Linked DNA regions of Gossypium hirsutum: all the other regions are linked to region 3. A link is a contact called in public Hi-C data. All regions are on one chromosome and are shown on one strand. Each heading gives the region's core, a stretch centred on a gene start, on an enhancer-like site or on the middle of the called end of the contact. The rest is flanking DNA. Distances are from core to core; before and after follow the strand shown.

Region 1 (2,700 bases), core at 177-2,676, 850 kb before region 3:
GTACCTGTGGATCAGCAATAACAGCCACTTTGACATAATCAGCCGCATAACCTTTTCCATTCATCTAAACTTGCAAAACAAAAACTGTTAGTTCCTCTGTTGATTCGCTCATGAGCATGATAAAATGCGCAATAAACTGCATCAATGTGTTCTATTTGAGTTATACAGTGTTATCATCCATAATCACACCCAGAGAATCATTAATTGAGCACACTATAGTTTTAAGGAACTTAAACAGGTGCCAAGAATTCCTGAAATGTATAATGAGTATAGTTCAAACACTAGATTCCTTTGTACTAGGTGTAACAGATTAGCACTAAATAAGCATCATTCCAGTTTATCTAAGTAAATAACCAAAAGAAAAATGATCTGATAACAAATGTTAATTTGATGCTTTTGCTACTTTCTTTCATTCGGAAAGATAAAAATGAGTAGAGCATTTCACACATAAATAAGTAATCTTTTAGGGTAATTAAAATTTAATCAAATATAGGGAATTAGCTTTGAATCATTGAAGTTTGGGTTTCAACATATCTTCTGAAAGCAAAAAGCCTCAGGAATCGACAGCACAATTGTTAATACCAAAAATATCCCAATGCTGAAAGTTAAAACGTAAATTTTATTAAAAAGATACTAAACCCCACCACTGATTGCTTTCAGTCTTTTTTTGTTGTTGTTGTGGCTAAATAGAACTCAAATTTCTGCATATTTCAACCCTTTCAAAAGTAAATTTGCTTTTATAATTGCATCTTCTAAAATCAACATATTCTCAGCTTGGAACATGTTAATAATAGTAATGGAAATGAGATCAATTCAAATATCAATAAAACAAAAAGAAAAATGAAGATCAAATTAGTGAAAAGAGACGACAAGAAAATTACAGTGGAATCGGAAGAAGAGGATGAGGAAAGGTGAGGCCAAGAGCAAGAGAAGAGAAAGGGCATGTAAAAGGAGAACATCTCGCCGTAAAGGATGGTTGCAGTCCATATTAGGCATAGAAGCAGAGTCAATTTCTCGTGCCCTTTCATCTACTCTTTCTTTCTTGCTCGGATTCACTTAAGAAACCCTTTGGCGTTGAATGTTTGATCTACAACTGGATAATAAAGGTTTTCGGTGGGACGATGGAGAGAGAAAGAGACTCGGCCACGAGATCCGGCGGATCAGTGCAGTAAAGCCTGAGCCTAACAAGATCACCACAGAGTCAAGACATAAACAAGCGTTCAGATACGCTTTTTTTTTCTTCTTTTTTCCCTTTATTTTTGTTAGACACAGTAGACTATGTTACGACTTGGGCAGGTATGCGGGATGCTCGTCAGCTATGGTAAGATTTGTCGGTTAAAACTTAACAGTAAACCAACCCCTCAGGCTCAGGATTTTCTTCGCTTTTTTTATTGTCATAAAGAACATTGATAGATTAATTAAACATAACTCTGATGGACTCGGCACGCATAATGGGTAATAAATAGTTCGGTGGCTGTCGACAACAAAAGTGAAAAGTCCACGATTAGAGGATATTAACTAGGCTACTTAAGGGTATACAAAAAGGGATTCATCAAATTTTTGTTACAAATCAAACTAATAACAACCGAACCATCAAGCTCTACAATAATATTAGCTATCTTCTTGTCCCTAACAAGCATTAGACTACTTTTAAAAGTTTAAAACTCCGCTTGAACACTCATAACATGTGAGATATAACTATAAACTCTAATAACCTAATTTATTATATTATCTCCAATGATCATATGTGTTTTTGCCTTTCCAAGATTAGCAAGAACAAAACTATCTGTGTTTAGTTTAAATCATCTTGAGAGGGATGGTTATTATTTGATATCTATTATTGTAAGTAGTTTATATCTATGAAGAGGTGTAGATAGAGCATGAAATTCTACAACTTTAGAAAGAGTTATGGAGCTACTTGATTTGTCTCGACTCTTTCATGAAAAATGACGACATTTTGAGACAATTAAATTTATCATAACATAGAAGCAAAAATCACTTTCTAAGAAATTCTATAGAGATGATGCCAATTCTTGTCATTTTTCTCTAATCATTCGTGAAGCATAATATTATTTACGCTTTAGTTAGTCTCCCTTGGCCAAATTCAATTCTATCATTGTTTTATAACTGCATAGTCTCTTAGTAAGTGGCTAAGTGTTTCTAGTGTGTTAGGCATAATGAACTCTTGTCCTCTATATTTATTCCCCTACTACCAAAGAATGCTCTGGTTGGGACAATTTAAAGGAAACATTTCCAAAGAAAGATTCGTATTTTAGGAAAGACTTTAGATTTCCCAATAAGCTTTCACTAGGGTAAAGAGTTAAAGTGGTTTTCAACACTAGGATTCCTTCTATTCACAATAGAAGTGTTAGCACTAGCCATAGTGAAACTATTTATAGGATTTAGATTCCAACATAAAGTTTCATTTCCATGGGCCACTAAAAGTCTTGGTGTACTAAAGAACTAATTCAAACATGTTAGGAGTAAGTGTATTAAGGGTGTCATTATTACCCTCCCTAAAGGCTTTATTAATCATTTCATTTTTTTCACAAAACATTGTTTAAAAAAAAGTACTTATTTGAAAACCTTAATATTAAATTTGAGCATTTAACCAATTCAATATACAGTAATTCAAGGAAAACATGGGGATGGAAATAAATAGTACAAATTCATATATTTATAAATTTGGATAATATTTAG
Region 2 (2,700 bases), core at 162-2,661, 560 kb before region 3:
GAGGGGATTTTTATTAAAAAATGTAATTTAATAGATGACATCCACCTTAAGAGAGAAGAATAAAAAGACCTACATTATTGGGAAAAAAAATTTAAAAAAGGATTGTCTATTTGACACGGGACCAAACAGATTATAGTGCAAAAAGGGATTGTTGAAATGTTTGTTGAAGTAACTACGAAAAAATCAACTTCAGTTTACACCCAGTTCAAACAATTTACAATGAGACAGCCTAAAATTTTGGCCAGCATACCTTCGCATTAGGAACCTCCATTTTGCGCGTAATAGTTGTACCATCATCAACCTCCTGCTGAGGCAAGTCATCAGAAGGTTGCTTATTATCCTCTTTAGCAGGTTCTTGACCGTTATCTGCCTCAAAACTCTCAACTTTACCTAACTCAGCATCAGCAGTTTCAGGATTATCTGCAGACTGCCCATCTGTTTCCTCTGCAGTTCCTTCATATTGCTCAGGTTTTACAGTTTCTTCAGCCTCCTTTGCAGGAGAATCACCATCCTCTGCTTGCTTGTTAAGCTCATTTTGCTGCAAACCCTCCTCTTCCTCCTTGGCAGGTTCATGCGATTTCTCAGCTTCAAATCCATTCTCACTGGCTGTTATTTTAAGCATAAAGACCATGGAATCAGAATAGTTAGATATGCAAAGCAATAAAAATATGAACTAGCCATAAACCATGTTTTGTTTTGATATCACTGTTGCTATTTGTTTTTGCTTTCTGCACAAAATTGGAAAGGGAAAAAAAAAACAAGGTGTTCACTCATAGGCTCCATCAAATATTGGCTCTTGATTTTAGCAATTTTTAAACATGTAAAAATAAATGATAGAAAAAGAAAAATTAGTAAAGTAACAACCAAGCGGAGCCTTAATCTTCTCACTTCGTATTCACCTAGCACATAAAACTCGCAATTCCTGAACATCTTCAGTTTTCCAAAAAAGCTGTTTTACCATAGAAAAGTTTCAATTAACCCTAAAGCTACAATCATTTAAGCCCTCAAATCATTTCCTAATATAGTACATAAACCCCAAAAAAAGGGAACATGTTCATTACCCAAGCCATCGGTTTTATCGTCGTCGAGCCTAGGGCGTTTTGCCTCGGACAAATCAGATGGTGCAGCATCGTTATCTTGGGCATCAGGGTCTAAAGCAGAGTCCCGAGGCATGTTGTCGGCATGGGGGTCGTGGGGCTCAACATCCTCGAGTTTTCGCTTAAGATCGGAAGGGACGGGGCTGGGTGCAGGGGCTACGGCCTCTTCCTCCGCCATCAAAATGTACGGAAAAGGAGAAGTAATCTAGGGTTTGGAGAAAAGAGCAGAAATAGCGAAGAAATGGAAGTGTTGGATGAGGATGCTAGTGTGTAAGAGATAAAAGATCGTGTTTGTATGTCATGTATTACATTAGGGTTTAAGGCCAATTTATAGCTGCAAAATATCACATTTCACATTTCGCAATTTCTTTTATTTCTTTGGCCCACTCTCCAGTCTTCTTTTTATTTTCTTGAAAAAAAAAATCTTTAGGTGTGAGAAAATATTTTTGTTTTTCTTTATTTCCCAAAATTGGATTTTTTATATTTAAATTTAAATTATTTTTGTTTTTATTTATCTGTTTTTTAAATTTTAAAAAATAAACTATTTTTTAAAAAGGAAGAAGTTTTCTTTAGTAATTTAAATAAATAATAATAGAAAATAATTAAAAATCAACACCTGTCATTTTTTACTAAATTTTTTTGTGAATCCCTAATTTAAGAAGCTATAAATAGGCAAATAAATTTGTTAATTTTTTGCAATAAACAAAAATAAGTTATGATGTTTGTTCTTTACAGTATATCCTACATAATGGTTGCCAACTTATTGAGATTTGAAGGACATGTAGCCCAAAGTGTAGTTACATTAGAGTATTCTTGTATTACTTAGCTTCGCAACAATATGAGTATAGGTCCACTTGACGAGAGAATCCTGCTTTAATTAAGGGGCATTGATTTCTATCACACAAGTCAAATTGAGAGAGTTACTTACATTTTGTCATTCTTATCCACTCTGATTAAACGATGGAGACCGAAGACCCATATGTTTCATCCCTTATACGGCTAGGCGATAATAAAACTGGAAGATGTAGCATTGCTAACAAGGCTTCTAGAAGACGAGCATATTGTGATGGGAAGCTTTGAATTTAATCTACAAGATAACCTTTATGCAAAGTTCAGAACTGATACAAACCTTTCGGTGGATTTCAAATGGCACCAAGTGAAGTTAGATTAGTTGAAGAAGTGACTTAGGAATCTCCTAGGGAATTCAACATCCATTTAGATCGATTGCCATGCTCGAGCATACATTCTTCACCTAATCGGAGGTGTGTTGATGATAGAAAATCCTGGCAACTTAGTTCATACCTTGTACTTCCCATTTTTATCTAACTTTTAAATTGTTGGTACATATAGTTGGGACCCTGCCATTTTACCTATATAAAGCATTGTGCAAGAGGTGTAAAGTGCGGAGTAAGGAAGTGAATGGATGCCTTGTGATTTTACAATTGTGGAAGTAGTATCAACTTTTGCTCATAGACTTCTACCATCTAAACCTTTTAGCTTCCCACTAGCCAGAAGGTAAGTAGAACCCTAAACCATGAAATCAATGTTTATAGCCTAAATGTCTTATATTTGTAATAACATTATGTAATTTAATAGATAGTCT
Region 3 (2,700 bases), core at 127-2,626:
TTAAGAAAAATATTTCTATTAATAAATGGGAATTTGTGCAAGAAATTTTCAGTTTCAAGAACCAGTAGGCAACAGAGACCGATATCAGAAGCAAGGTATTGGCATTTCCACCCTGCTCCACAATTGTCAAGAGAACCCATGTTTTACCAAATTGACAGTTTCATTTCATCAAGCACGCTGATTTTCACGCTAACCTGGTATTTAAAATTTTCAATTCATAAATACCACTTCTACTAATGGATGTTTAACAGTTGAAACTACTTTTATTTCATCAAGCTTATAGAAATACTTAATAAACTTAGAACTATGCATGACCATCATTAATTCCAGATGTTGGTTTAATAAATCAAATGTCAAGAAAAGAAAAGAGCATACTAATAGGACAAATAAGAAAGGAAATTCTAACTACTTCTTGCTATTTAGTTCCTCATAAAGTAGTTAAAACTAAATCGGAAATATGCAAAATCATAATTGATTAAAAAAAGGAAACAATGACTGAAAAAGCAGTACCAATTATGAAGTAAATATGCTTCTCGTATTAAAGTAAAATCATATAAATTTCTCACCCGAAAGATTGCAGTTCAATGTAGCACAAGCAATAACCAAAGAGTGAATAAATAAATTCTGATTCAGCATAAAAGAAGAACATATCCACACAGACTATATTAATCTAACCTTAAGAAGACTAAGATATTGCTCTATTAAGTGGAAAAGGATAGATTAAGTCCAAAGTAGACTTAAAAGGTACTAACCAACAGAAACACCGATGTCCGTATCCGCCACCTGATTCTTGCGGAGTTTCCTCTCCAGATGGGCAGCTATCCATATCGTCCCCAATGGACCTTTCTTCGCCAATATAAACTGTGAATAAAACATTTCTCGCCTAATACAAACCCTATTTCTTCATACAATGTAACCAAGCCCTATTATTTAAGCTTAAAATTAGATCTTTCAGTAAGAATTCAACAAACTGGCAAAGCTCACAAGAGAAGAGAAACCCTAAATTTCAAATTCCACAACAGAACCCTTGACTTTCCACTTCTAGCAGCGGAAATGAACAAATTAAGTTCAGAATATCCCTAAAAATCAATAGCAACAAGGAAACCTTTACAAATCTCAGTCCACCAAACAACCAGTGAAACCCTCCCAAAACTCCGTAAAGGGACCCATTTCCGCTTAATTACAGAACCGCCACTCAGGAGAAGTTCAAAATTTGTGAAGTTTCAGTTTGCAGAATCACCAGTTGAGTCGGATCGGACAGACGCAGATCAATTGGAGACTGGGAAAGAAAAACAGAAGGGAAAGCGCTAATTTTAGTAAATGCTTTTTTGTAATAAGAAATTAATTTCGAAATTCAACTTTGGTTTTGTGTTCGTCGTTGTATTAGTGCAGGTATGTTGGAAACGTGGCGCTCTTTCACTGGCTGGTTAATTTTGAATTTTATGACTTCTCCAGTACGTTTTGTCAAAGGCGTAGCCTATCCCTCCATTCTTTTTTGTTTGTGAACCAATCTCTTTCATTAGAAAGGTACAAAACGAGAAAAACGGGGGCCAAACTCATCCCATATCGGTTTAATTTGATTTATTCCCATTAGCTTATTTAATTTATGCGATTCATTAAGCATTAAATTTAACCTAAAACCCAATTACTCGTATTAAATCAACACAAACATAAAATAACTTTACTAATTATTAAATTATAAAAATAACTCAATCTAATTATTTATTTAAATCTAAATATAAAATTAAATCATTAATTATAAAATAACCAAATTACTTAATTTCAATAAATCACCGAAATTACCTTAAAAAAACCTAACCCAATTAATTACCCAAATATAAAATTAAATTACTAAATATGGCAAAATAAGGCTTATAGGCCAATCTTTTTTATTAAATTAGAGTTTTGGACCGGTTTTAATTTTAATTAGGGTTATAGGCCGATTTTTTAAAAAACGTGTCCAGTTACGGTCAAATCCCAATACCTTTTTGAACGTTGCCGCAAACGGTAAAAAAAATAAAACTCTGACAGTAACTTTTTTTACCCTATAAATACCCTTCAAATTTTATTTTTTTCATTCATATCCTTTTCTCAACTCTCTCAATTTTGTCAAATTCTCTCAAACCCTCTCAAGTCTCTCAACTCTCTCATTTTAAATAATTCTTTATATTTTTATATTAAAATATTATTTTTTAATTATCTCGTTTTTATTCTTTTAAACTGATTTCTTACGAATGGTCGCCTCATTAATTGGCTTCGACGACAAGCACATTTTCGCTGCCAATTAGTAATAGTAAGACCGAAACTTAAATTTCATTAATTTCAATAATGTTAAATTTAATTTTTTATTATAATTATATTTTTGTGTGTGTGTAAATAGGCAGATGATCGTGTTCTAGAGGGCTTCATCCATAATATAGGAAAGCATGCAATTCCTAAAATTCGTGGCCACCTGCAAGTAGCTAGATTCTTATATGCGTCTAACATGTCTGGGGGCTGCAAACTCAATTTGCAACTAATTAGTGCATTGGTGGAGAGATGGAGGCTTGAAACATACACTTTCCATCTTCCATGCGATGAGTGTACAATCACACTCGAAGACGTGGTGCTACAACTCAGTCTACTAATAGATGGTCCAGTCATCATGGGATCTGGGATCATTTTGGCCAAAGTGACCTTCTGTCGATCACTGTTGGGGAA

Evidence for each region. Hi-C and Micro-C count contacts between places; a contact is called where the count stands out from the background.
Region 1: a contact with region 3 is called in a Hi-C map of leaf, with 1.9 times the contacts expected there. The contact joins the promoter of LOC107890468 here to the promoter of LOC107895058 in region 3. A contact is called at or near these places in 2 of 34 Hi-C or Micro-C datasets (both in leaf).
Region 2: a Hi-C map of leaf shows a contact between it and region 3, with 2.5 times the contacts expected there. The contact joins the promoter of LOC107939038 here to the promoter of LOC107895058 in region 3. A contact is called at or near these places in 6 of 34 Hi-C or Micro-C datasets (callus, hypocotyl, leaf and 1 more).

The regions. Positions count from the first base shown.
Region 1 is chrA13:82,187,514-82,190,213 of Gossypium_hirsutum_v2.1, reverse strand. It overlaps LOC107890468, which reads right to left and starts at 1,426. Exons shown (of 12, transcript XM_041084708.1): 1 at 882-1,426; 2 at 5-64. The coding sequence starts at 1,028.
Region 2 is chrA13:81,893,555-81,896,254 of Gossypium_hirsutum_v2.1, reverse strand. It overlaps LOC107939038 (far upstream element-binding protein 2), which reads right to left and starts at 1,411. Exons shown (of 7, transcript XM_016872324.2): 1 at 1,062-1,411; 2 at 251-606. The coding sequence starts at 1,275.
Region 3 is chrA13:81,338,513-81,341,212 of Gossypium_hirsutum_v2.1, reverse strand. It overlaps LOC107895058 (sister chromatid cohesion 1 protein 4), which reads right to left and starts at 1,376. Exons shown (of 15, transcript XM_016820258.2): 1 at 753-1,376. The coding sequence starts at 876.